2 separate regions of the Zea mays genome follow, and region 2 is linked to region 1. The links are chromatin contacts, called in public Hi-C maps. All regions are on one chromosome and are shown on one strand. Each heading gives the region's core, a stretch centred on a gene start, on an enhancer-like site or on the middle of the called end of the contact. The rest is flanking DNA. Distances are from core to core; before and after follow the strand shown.

Region 1 (5,340 bases), core at 754-3,253:
GGACTAAAGATTTTTTTTACTCACTCTCATTTCAATTGGGCATATCTTGACCATAAACCTTACCTGCATATTGAACATATTAAACAGCTTGTCAGAACTTCACATCCTAAAGACATAAGATTCCATTTCAAATCAAAGAGACACTAATCAGATGCTTCTGAGATATGGCATGACTCAAACACAGTGGTTACGATTCATGTTGATCTGATCAAGACACTACAGGATCCAGGGCTCCTCTTTATGTTTGAGTAATACGATATCCCTTAAAATACAGTGGTTCTATCACTTCCTTCAACAGTGATTACTTGACCTCACTATCTATTCTTTACTTGCTTTTGCTTCTTAACAGAAAGGTTTATCCTCATCCGATTCTTATCAGTTGGGAATTTTCCAGGCACAAGTACATACAGGTAAGGCATAATAAAGATGACACAGAAAAGAAAGCAGGGTTCAAATACAAACATCATTATGCTCATAATACACTATTTGGCGCCAAATTTTGTTTCCAGTTAGTCATATGTATTGTGTGATGTGGGGTAATTCAGGCATAAATATATATAAACAAAATCAGTGGCACATTGAGGGCAACATAATTTCTTCAGTTGACATTTTGACCGCTTCAAAAGCAACATAATTTCCTCAGTTAACAAACTAAATAAAGAGTACTCGAACAAATTTTACCACATGAAACACAGCATACTCTCTATTAGCACTAAAAGGCAAACATGTGCATAGTTGTATATGCAAAAAGGACAATACCGGATTACCAATGACAAAGGAAATTCTCTTACTTAAATTAATCCCAATCAGTTAATCTATTTGGCGCACTCAAATCTTACCATTTAAGCTTCCATGCAAGATAAAAATAAAAAAAGAAGGTAGACGAAATTCAATATGGACACGGTCTAAATTTAGTGTGTGTCGTGGAGCAAATAGAAACTTAATGTAATATGAAATCTAATAAGGGCGAGTTTGGCATAGTTCTACTCCAAAACTTTGGGTGAAGTATATCTGCTCCGAAGTGTAGATTGCTTTCTCATAACCAGTGCATTGGATGTGTCTTGATTGTTTTTGAAGGATTTTTCAAAGTAGCAAAAAATGTACTCCAAAAAATTATACTACAACTCTCAAAACTCTATAGAGTTTGCAACTCTAGAATTAGGGTGTTTAGTTGACTTTGTCCAGGTCTTCCTTAAAGTTTTGCTCTAGAGTGATGTCAAACACCCCTAAACATAGTCATATTAGAAGCCTGGTTTGTCATCCTTGAAAATGCACAATTAATAACAATGCAAAGGTAATTTTCCATTTCATTGCATCCAATCCATACAGACTAGCTCCAAAACCGTAATGCAAGCTCGAATGTCCCTAGAACAATTCCATCCGACCGCGCTTTGCAACGCTATCCAGAAACTCCAGAGTAAAATCTTTCACCAGAACAGCTACTTATTATCTACCAAACCATCAGCAGAACGGAACGGAATTGGGAAGCAGGAACAGACCCCAGGCTGCGGCGCGGAGTAGGTGGCGAGCCGGTTGCCCCAGAAGCTGCTGCTGCTCGCCGTCGCCGCGCCTAGCGCGGAGATGGAGAGCGACGCCATGGCGCCCTGCAGCGATGCCATCCCAGCCATCCTCTCGCCGCTCTCCCTCTCTCACTGGACTTGCTCAGCGCCCAAACTGCTCAAAGGATAACGCACGCGGCTTCTTCGAGTTGCCCGGAACCGGAAGAGAGAGGATAACGCGCTCTTGTATTCTGACGCTGGTGGGTTGGGCCTCGTCACTAAATGAGACAGGCCTCAGGTGAGGCACAGATGGGCCTGGAAGACGCTTAGGTGATCCAGTGAGGCCCATGGGTGCTCGTTCTACCGCCGTGAGAGGCTACAGGCTAGGGCCTCGGCTCCACGAGCGAGCTCCGCACGCATCAGCTGATCAGCATCACTGCATCAGCTATCAGGACGACAGGACGAGGACGGCGGGGTCAAGGCTCTCTTTCTCTCTCCCTCCCTCTCTGCGTGTCTCCTCGCACGCTACGCGAGGCCACGCGAGATTGCTTGGGAGATGCGTGCCCGCCTCCAGATTCCCCGTTCCAGCGCCGAGGCGCGCAAGCTACGCGACGGTTGCTGAGGCAAGCGAACCCCCTACTCCAGTTTTTCACTTTGCTGTTGTGTAAAATAAAATTCGCGTTACAGAGACAGAGACAGTTTGGGCGATGGAGGGTAGGTGGATGGCGGTGACATCGAAGCTTTGCGCTTTTGCTGCTGCAGGTCCCATCCTGCACCGAGAAAGGGTGGGATGTCAATCGGATTTCTCTATTGCAAATCATGGTTGCAAGTTAGACGTGTTTACCTCAGATCTTTTTCTCCAGAGACATTGGGTATCTCTTTTCTCATAGTGGACTACATTTCTCCCCCTCGAAGTCAATATCTCTTTCTTCGACTTTTCATTGCTGGCAGTTCTGCGCATGTCCTAAATCCTTGAATCATAGTAGGACATCCATGACAGATCACATAAACAACACGGCCAATACATCACTGGGCAGTTGGGCCTCGGCTCCTATCGCCGTCATCTAACTACCATCTAGGGAATCAGGAATGGTCCTGCCGTGCAAGCAAACCTTTAACGTTCCCCATGGGATAAGCATGTGACTATGCAAATGCCCGACACAAATTATATCTTATTATGGTTAAGAATCTTGTGTTTATTTTTCTCTTTCTCCTTTTCTATTCGCCACATGTGTTGAGATAACTATGCAAATCGTGACATGAAGTTTTGTTTCTATGTGGCGCTACCAAACAAAATGGATAAGGAAATGTGTGGCTTTTTTCCATGATAATTGCGACAGTTTCATTTCGTAGCTATCTGTTCCTCGTGGCCATAGTAATGCTTTGCACTTTGTTAATTTTGTAAGAAAAGAAATGGCATGATCTAATAATAAGGCCTTCTCTCTATGTGGCTAACTGGCAAGGGCTTAGCAATCCTCCCCCTTTCTAACTATAACCTTTTAAGGCATGGATGCTGGAGTGCTGGGCAAAACTCAATCTGTCTGGGCAAAGCTCTACTTGCTTGCGACACTCCAGATGTGGACCATTTTTTTTCACAGGTTTCGGAGCTAGACATGTCAAGTAGTTTCCTTCGGTTGTTGATTAATTTGCCCACTGTGATAGAGATTTTGCACCTTGTGGCCTCCACAAGAGTTACTTAGTAGAGACGCACGTTGGAAGGGCTTCCAAGACAAGTGAAGCTCACTAGCTCAGCGTTCAGTTGCTTCCCACGCTTCACCAACTGAACAAGGTTTATATATATGTCATATGATCCTATCTAGTACTTATTCTTAGACTAAAAACACTATGAGTTAGTGCTACCAACTGAAGGATACGCCATGGCTGTTCTGACACTGGTTAATATCCTTATCAGCTTCGCTGCTTGTGCTGAAGCTCTAAGGAGAGCAGACTTCCCTCAAGGTTTCGTCTTTGGCACTGCTTCTTCAGCTTACCAGGTATGGCCTCTTTCATTTCATCCGATGTGCTCTTAGTTTGATGTTTGATTCTGATCAATATGTTATCAGTATGAAGGTGCTGTCAACGAGGGTCAACGTGGACCTACAATATGGGATACTCTCACAAGACGACCCGGTGAGGCTTTATCGAAAAGTGGAGTAATAATATACTAATATGTCCAGAATTGTGACTAAGTTAGCATTTACTCTGCAGGACGGGTGATAGATTTCAGCAATGCAGATGTTGCCGTTGATCACTACCATCGTTATAAGGTAAGCTGCCAGTGATTCAGATATGTTTCTGTTATCTTCTACTATATTTGATTTAAATTCATTCAATTGCTTTACTAAAGCTGGAATTTTTTGTTTTTGAAGCATGAAATCCTTCCATATATGAATTCTTGGGATTTGTTTGATAAGTTGTCTACCTTTCGTGTGGCCATCCTCTGCCAAATTTTAATTTGTAAAAATTGAAATCACGTGTTCATTTTATTGTTCCTTTCATGTCTGTAAGTAGGATAGTGAACAGAGGTTTACCTTAAGGTCCCGTTTGTTTCCTTTGATTTTGAGGAATTGGAATCTTATTAATGGAATAGGCTTTTTTTAGAATGTGACATTCCACCACTTTCCAAAGTTATCATATAAGTCTATCTCAAATTCATGGGGGTGAGAGATGGAAATTGATTCTATAGATTTAATTACATGCTATTTTTTCGATGTACAACTTATAGCACACTCTTTTACTTGCTTCGTTATAACATAAATGTAGTATATAACTATCTCTCTCATATGATTTAGGATAATATACAAATATATTACATATATAAATATATGAACTTAATTAGTTTTGTCTAAATTATAATTATTAAAATGGAATTCAATTCCAACGAAACAAACGGGGCCTAATATGAATTGTCATTTGCATCAACAATAAGGTTTTGAGACATTGATATTTTACCATTTTCTCAATTTTTCTTAACTTCTATGACTAAGTACTTAACTGAATAAGAATACTGGTCCCACTGAAAACTATCCAGAAACGACTAGCCTAACATTTGACTGGCAGGAAGATGTGGACTTGATTAAGGACATTGGCATGGATGCATACCGGTTCTCTATCTCGTGGTCACGTATCTTTCCAAGTATGTAATAAGAAAATTCTTTGTAAAATATTTTTCTTTTCTTTTAGCACTAGATACTAGTACCACATAGTTTATTATTTTTCTTGCTAGATGGAACTGGTGAACCTAATGAAGAAGGATTGAATTACTATAACAGCCTCATAAATACTCTATTAGACAAAGGTATTTCATCTTCTCAAATGTGAGTCGTTGTCAACTCTCAGTTTGTGATTATCTTTCTTTGATTTTATCTATATTTGTGGGGCCAGGTATACAACCATATGTAACACTCTTTCACTGGGACCTTCCGCAAGCACTAGAAGACAGATATGGTGGATGGTTAAACTCCCAAATCGTGTATGAAAGTATTAGATCATCTTCTTTTTTTTAAAAAAAAATAAACATAGCTTACACAATCTATATAGCATAAAACTAGATTGAGAAAGTGGTTTTATTGATGTTTGGCAGCTAAATTATGCAGGGATGATTTTGTTCACTATGCCTCTACTTGCTTCAAGGAATTTGGAGATAGAGTGAAACACTGGATCACTTTCAATGAGCCCCATAATTTTGCGATTGAAGGCTATGACCTTGGCATCCAGGCACCTGGGAGGTGTTCTATTCTGTCTCATATATTCTGCAGGGAGGGCAAATCATCGACTGAGCCTTATGTCGTAGCTCACAACATACTCTTAGCGCATGCTGGTGCCTTTCATACTTATAAGC
Region 2 (5,340 bases), core at 732-3,231, 190 kb after region 1:
TTCATTATTTTTAGTTGATGGTTTTTATAGTGTTACATGCTTGAAATTAATAAATGCGCAAATTAAGCAACAATTTAATACTTCTCGACCCATGTTCATTTTACTTCAAGCTCCACCATCACTCCCTAAATTTAGGTGAAAATGTCTTTCAACATATTTTAAATTTTAAAAAATACTAAATACCTGATTAAGTATTTTAAAATATAACAAATGCCTCTAAGCTTGTCAAATTCTATGAAAAATCCTAGAAATGGACCGCGACAAAAAATGAACACAAATTTAGAACTGGTGAAAATATCTTTAGAAGATTCCAAAATTATTAGCTCGAGAAAAACGCGAAAATATCCAAAAAGTTTTGGATTTTTTTCAAAACATTTTAACTAATGTCTAAATATAAAATGTTTGGGAAAAAATGGATGCAATAAGCTAGAATGCAAACAAAATTATTTGGTGTTGAATGCATTCCTAATGGCCGCATATCATCTTTTTGTTGAAAAAAACCCAAATTTGTTTCTTTGTCATCTATTATAATGTTAAAAAAATTCTAGATTTTTCTAAATACTTTACCTTTTCTAAGACCAAAATCTTTTTTAGACAATATGATAAGCTATAAATATATTATTTGTATTTTTTGTCCTAATCTATATCTAAGTTTATTCAAAATAAACTCTAAAGTTTTCAAACATATTTTTCGTGGTTGAAAAACCTTAGCAAATATTCACCAGTTTTTTCAACTAAAAGAGGATGGAATCACCTTGAAAACTAAAACATGATGAAATGACCTTGAAAAAAGACTTTTAATTGTTGGCACGGAGAGAATCTACATGGTTTTGACTTTTGAGTGCTGATGGGTAAGATGTCTAATTTTAAAAGTCGAAGGAAAAATAAATAAATCAATTTTAAAAGTTTAAGGAAAAATAAATAAATCAGTCGGTCACTCGGTCTTCACAATGGCCAAGCCCATTGCCCGACAGAGAGCCTACCGCTCAATGCAGCCCATGAGACCGGGAAGGTTTACCTTTTTTGTGAAGACCGGTTTTTAGTTTAAAAACGGTTTGTTTAACCCTGCTCTGTTCATCATTCATCAGCGCTGTACCCATCATCATGTCTTTGGCACCTCAGGCACAAACCACATAAAAAAAAGAAATACTCCATTCATTCTTTTTTATTTGTCATGGTTTGGTTCAAAAATAAATTAGCGGATGATAAATATTCGACAATAAAGATAGTATTAATTTTCATATGATTCCTCACTCCTAGAGTCCAGTTCAGCTGCTCCACTAACCAGTGCTAACGCGCGTAAGACGGTCGGTCTGAGATTAGCGAGAATGCAAGAGCCAGGAGGCAATCACTAATCACATCACAAAATTTCTCATTTCCATTTGTTTATCACCCAACAATAATAAGCAATTCTCGTGGCATAAACCACCAGAGGACGGATTACACATACAAAATTTGCAGATACATCTCTGTATGTGTACGAACAAGAAGTGGAGGAATCGGACAGCGTGTATAAAGGAGTAATTAATAAGAGAATGCCCCTAACAATTAGTTAGGGCCCCAGCAGACGAGGTGGTACGCCTTGTGCATCTTCTCCTCCTCCGATCGCCTGGGCCTGGCGGCCCTACCGGCGGCCGCGGCGCTGCCACTGCCACCCGCGGTTTGGGACGACGACAACGACAACGGGACGGCGCGGCCGGCGACGACCTTATTGGCGGCGGCCGCGCGGTTGTAGAGGGAGCGGAGCGCGTAGTCCCACCGGCACAGCCCCGCCTGGTCCTTGAGCGCCTCCACCGCGCTCATGCTCGCCGCCACCACGAACGACGACGCCTTCTTGGTCATGGACGACGATGCGCTCATCTTCTCTGCTAGCTCAGAGCTTGATGATAATCGGCTATCCCTCTCGCGCGCGCACCGGCTAGGCTATAAACACTTTCTTGCTTCTGGATCTTGGTCTGTTTGCGTTGACGCTTTGCACTGCGGAGATGACGAGGGAAGGGGAGGGGACTTATATATGCCCGGCAGCAGGCCGGTAGCCGATGCAGTTGGCGGCAGCGTGGAAGGAGTGGACGGACGCGGCGGGAGAGGAAAACAGGGGGCTCTGGTTGCTGGTTTCCGGCAGAGTGGAACACTGAAACTTTACACTACACCCAGGTTCAGAAACCGGAGGTTGGGCCGCGTGTGGAATAATATTCTGTGTTCCTTTTTCTGCACTTTGCTTACGCTGAAAATGAGTGAAGGTGGGGTGAGGCGCATGTGATCTGCATACGCCCGGAACGTTCCTTTACGTCATTTTTTTATTGAACAAGTATGCATAGTTTTTTATGCCCATAAGAACTATTTCCAACCATTCTCACCAGATTTTTCTCCTATCCATAATTTCTATTATATTTTACTATATCACGCAAAAAATTCTCCCCCCATATCGACGACTCCAAACATTTACCCTATCGAGCTTCCCCTTATACTATAATTCAGTTATTTGACATTTTTTCATAAGTTTTCGAAATTTTAAAAAATCATAGATTATTTGTACTACTATAATATATATTATTATCATCAAGTTATGGTACTTAAAAAAGATTTATATTATAAAAATAAAGTAATTAAAATGCGAGGAAGATTAGAAGTCACCTTATATATAGGGAAGTTGCCTCGCTCTCCACATATGGGGTGAGCTATGGGAGGCACCGTTGGAGGAGGTTTTCACCCCAAACAGCCCCGGTCCTATGATTTTGAGAACCCCTGGCGAACTGATCATGGTAGACCCTCTAGACTATATAAAAAATTCTATGATTAGTACTTTATAGGTAAATAATAATGTGCATTGAAATTAGTTTTAAAAATATCTAAGACACTAAATAATATACATCAGTGCAGATTAGTACTTTGTAGGTTGAGAAGAACAAGGGTCGCAGAACAACCTGAATCCTGATTCCTCGATCGTGCGTGCCTAGAGGCTGGCGCAGTGGCGCCCAGCGCCCTGGAATCCTAGAGGGCTGGATCGGCGAGATGGCGAATGGCGATCGCATGGAGGGTGTAGTCGCACATACGCGTGACGTGAGCGTGACGACTGGGCAGTGGGCAACGCGTGCCGCGTAGTCCGTGTGTGTCGAGCATCCGTGTGCCTAGCCCTACCAGCTTGTTGGATACCAATACTATTTTACTACTAGCATATAGCTCGTGTTAACGCTATATTCCTGGGAAGGGGAGGAGAGGGGTGGACGACAACTGTGGTGGCGCAAGGGGAGGATTGTCAGGGGTGGGGATGCGAGGAGTGGAGGACGAGTGGAGGACTGAAGTATGATCCAAATAATATTATCTATTAGATTCGAGTGTATTATATATGGGTGTGTGGATTATTTGGTTAGATGGGTTTTCTAAAATTTAAACTGGTGTGTTATATAATGTTATAGATACTAAATATTGGGCCCCTATTAGTTTTGGGGCCTCGGCCGTCGCCTCCGTCGCATGGACTCAGGGTCGGCCCTGACCCCAAAACGCACACTACGTGGGGTGGGGGTATGGGCTATGGGGGCATTGTTGGAGCTAGCCTAGCCTAAGGCCTTGTTTAGTTGGCTAATATTTAATACTCTCTTTGTTCCAAATTAGTAGCCGTTTTAGGCAGGGTTTTAAATAGCCGGCTATAGCCCGCTATAGCCGGTTATATCCCGATATAACCCGTTATTTGCACTTTTGAGAAGCACGCAACTAAAGCCCTTAGCCCGCTATTTAAAACCATGGTTTTAGGTCTTCATTTTTTATGTCTATATTCAAACAAATGATAATGAAACTAGATACATATTCAAAACACATACATCAAATATTGAATGAATTTGTTAAAAAGCTAAAACGACTTCTATATTAGAACAGAGGTAATACATACAAAGGTCCAATATAGAGCCAGATGTTGGATTGAGTAAATCCATCACATGTCACCTAAATCATGTGTGTTTCAGTTATAGCTAGAATTTAATACATTACTGATTCTTCACTGTTTAGTTACACCACTAAATACAAATCCTTGTTAAACACACACAATTATAGTAAAGTCCATGCTTTTTTCCCAACCAATGCACAATAGCTTGTTCAACATTGAACTGTTCTTAGAAAAATAAGGACGAAACACATACACACACGATAATGCTGATTGCAGTTTACGCATAATTTAAATAGCTAGTGTTGGGACCATGCTTCATCGCCGAAGGTCCTGCAGGAAGAAACAGCTTCGGCTGAAGCTGTCTACACGTGATGCCGAAGGGTGCCGTTCATGAAGCTTCGGAATTATAAACCGACTTAAAAGTAGAATGACCTTTTAGTCCATAAGTGTTTGAGTCGTTGTTGTAAACTTTTATGAGGGGTATGATTGTAATTGCTCACCGGCTGTGTTCTGTGCCTATAAATAGTGAACAGTATTCCTTTACTGTTCACGCTTTTCTGTAACTGCAACCGCGTCATTCGAGAATTATTCTTTGCCAAGGCAGAGGTATAAATGTATCTAATATTTAAGTATATCAAGTTGATATAATATGAAAATGATGTTGTTCATTTATAATTTGCTTATCTTTAATGTTTCATATCTCGTATTATTTTATACAATCTATTAGAGTTCAATTACAAAGATTCGACCTTCGTAATTGTATCGTCTTTAACCTTCGTCCGAAGTGCATTAGATCCTTAAGGGAATAATGTTTCAGCGGACGAAGGGCATTAACATTTAACATTTCATGTTGCCTTGTTCTTAATTCATAGCATTTGAGAACAAGCCCCCAACATTGGCGCCCACCTCCGGTGAACCCACTTCCACTTTTCTGAGCTGATGGCTTCGTTCAATATTCAAGCTGGAGCTGCTTCGGTTCCGAAGCTGGTACTCCCGATAACAGGCGGTTCATGTTCAGAACCAGCCAATAAGAAGCAGAAGAAGGAAGCACAGAGAAGGGTACAGCATGTCGGGGTGCAAGGACCCTTCATCAAGTCAAGATGGTCTCACATCCCTATTACCTTCTCCCAAGAGGACCTTCAACTCAAGGATTACCCACACAATGATGCTATGGTTATCTCTTGTGTTATCAAAGGATTTCTGGTCCACAATGTTTTGGTTGATACAGGCAGTGCAGCTGATATCATATTTGCTAAGGCCTTCAGACAGATGCAAGAGCCCGAAGATAAAATTCTTGATGCCACACATCCCCTCTGTGGCTTCGGAGGAAGGCAGATTGTAGCACTCAGCAAAATCTCAATGTCAGTGGCCTTCGGATTCATCAACAACACAAGGACTGAACAAGTTATGTTTGATATCGTTGACATGGAGTACCCTTACAATGCAATCATTGGTCGTGG

What was found. Hi-C and Micro-C count contacts between places; a contact is called where the count stands out from the background.
Region 2: a contact with region 1 is called in a Hi-C map of leaf, with 5 times the contacts expected there. The contact joins the promoter of LOC100276384 here to the promoter of LOC100279909 in region 1. A contact is called at or near these places in 2 of 25 Hi-C or Micro-C datasets (endosperm and leaf).

Annotation. Positions count from the first base shown.
Region 1 is chr5:50,136,764-50,142,103 of Zm-B73-REFERENCE-NAM-5.0, forward strand. LOC100279909 (Putative beta-glucosidase 41) reads left to right here and starts at 2,004. Exons shown (of 15, transcript NM_001152861.1): 1 at 2,004-2,122; 2 at 3,162-3,288; 3 at 3,412-3,493; 4 at 3,563-3,629; 5 at 3,708-3,766; 6 at 4,560-4,635; 7 at 4,726-4,797; 8 at 4,884-4,971; 9 at 5,096-5,340. The coding sequence starts at 4,590. LOC100273201 (50S ribosomal protein L24, chloroplastic-like) reads right to left here and starts at 1,685. Exons shown (of 4, transcript NM_001147644.1): 1 at 1,500-1,685; 2 at 25-63. The coding sequence starts at 1,628.
Region 2 is chr5:50,329,056-50,334,395 of Zm-B73-REFERENCE-NAM-5.0, forward strand. LOC100276384 (Wound-responsive family protein) reads right to left here and starts at 1,982. Exons shown (of 1, transcript NM_001150189.2): 1 at 1,348-1,982. The coding sequence starts at 1,860. The coding sequence ends at 1,549.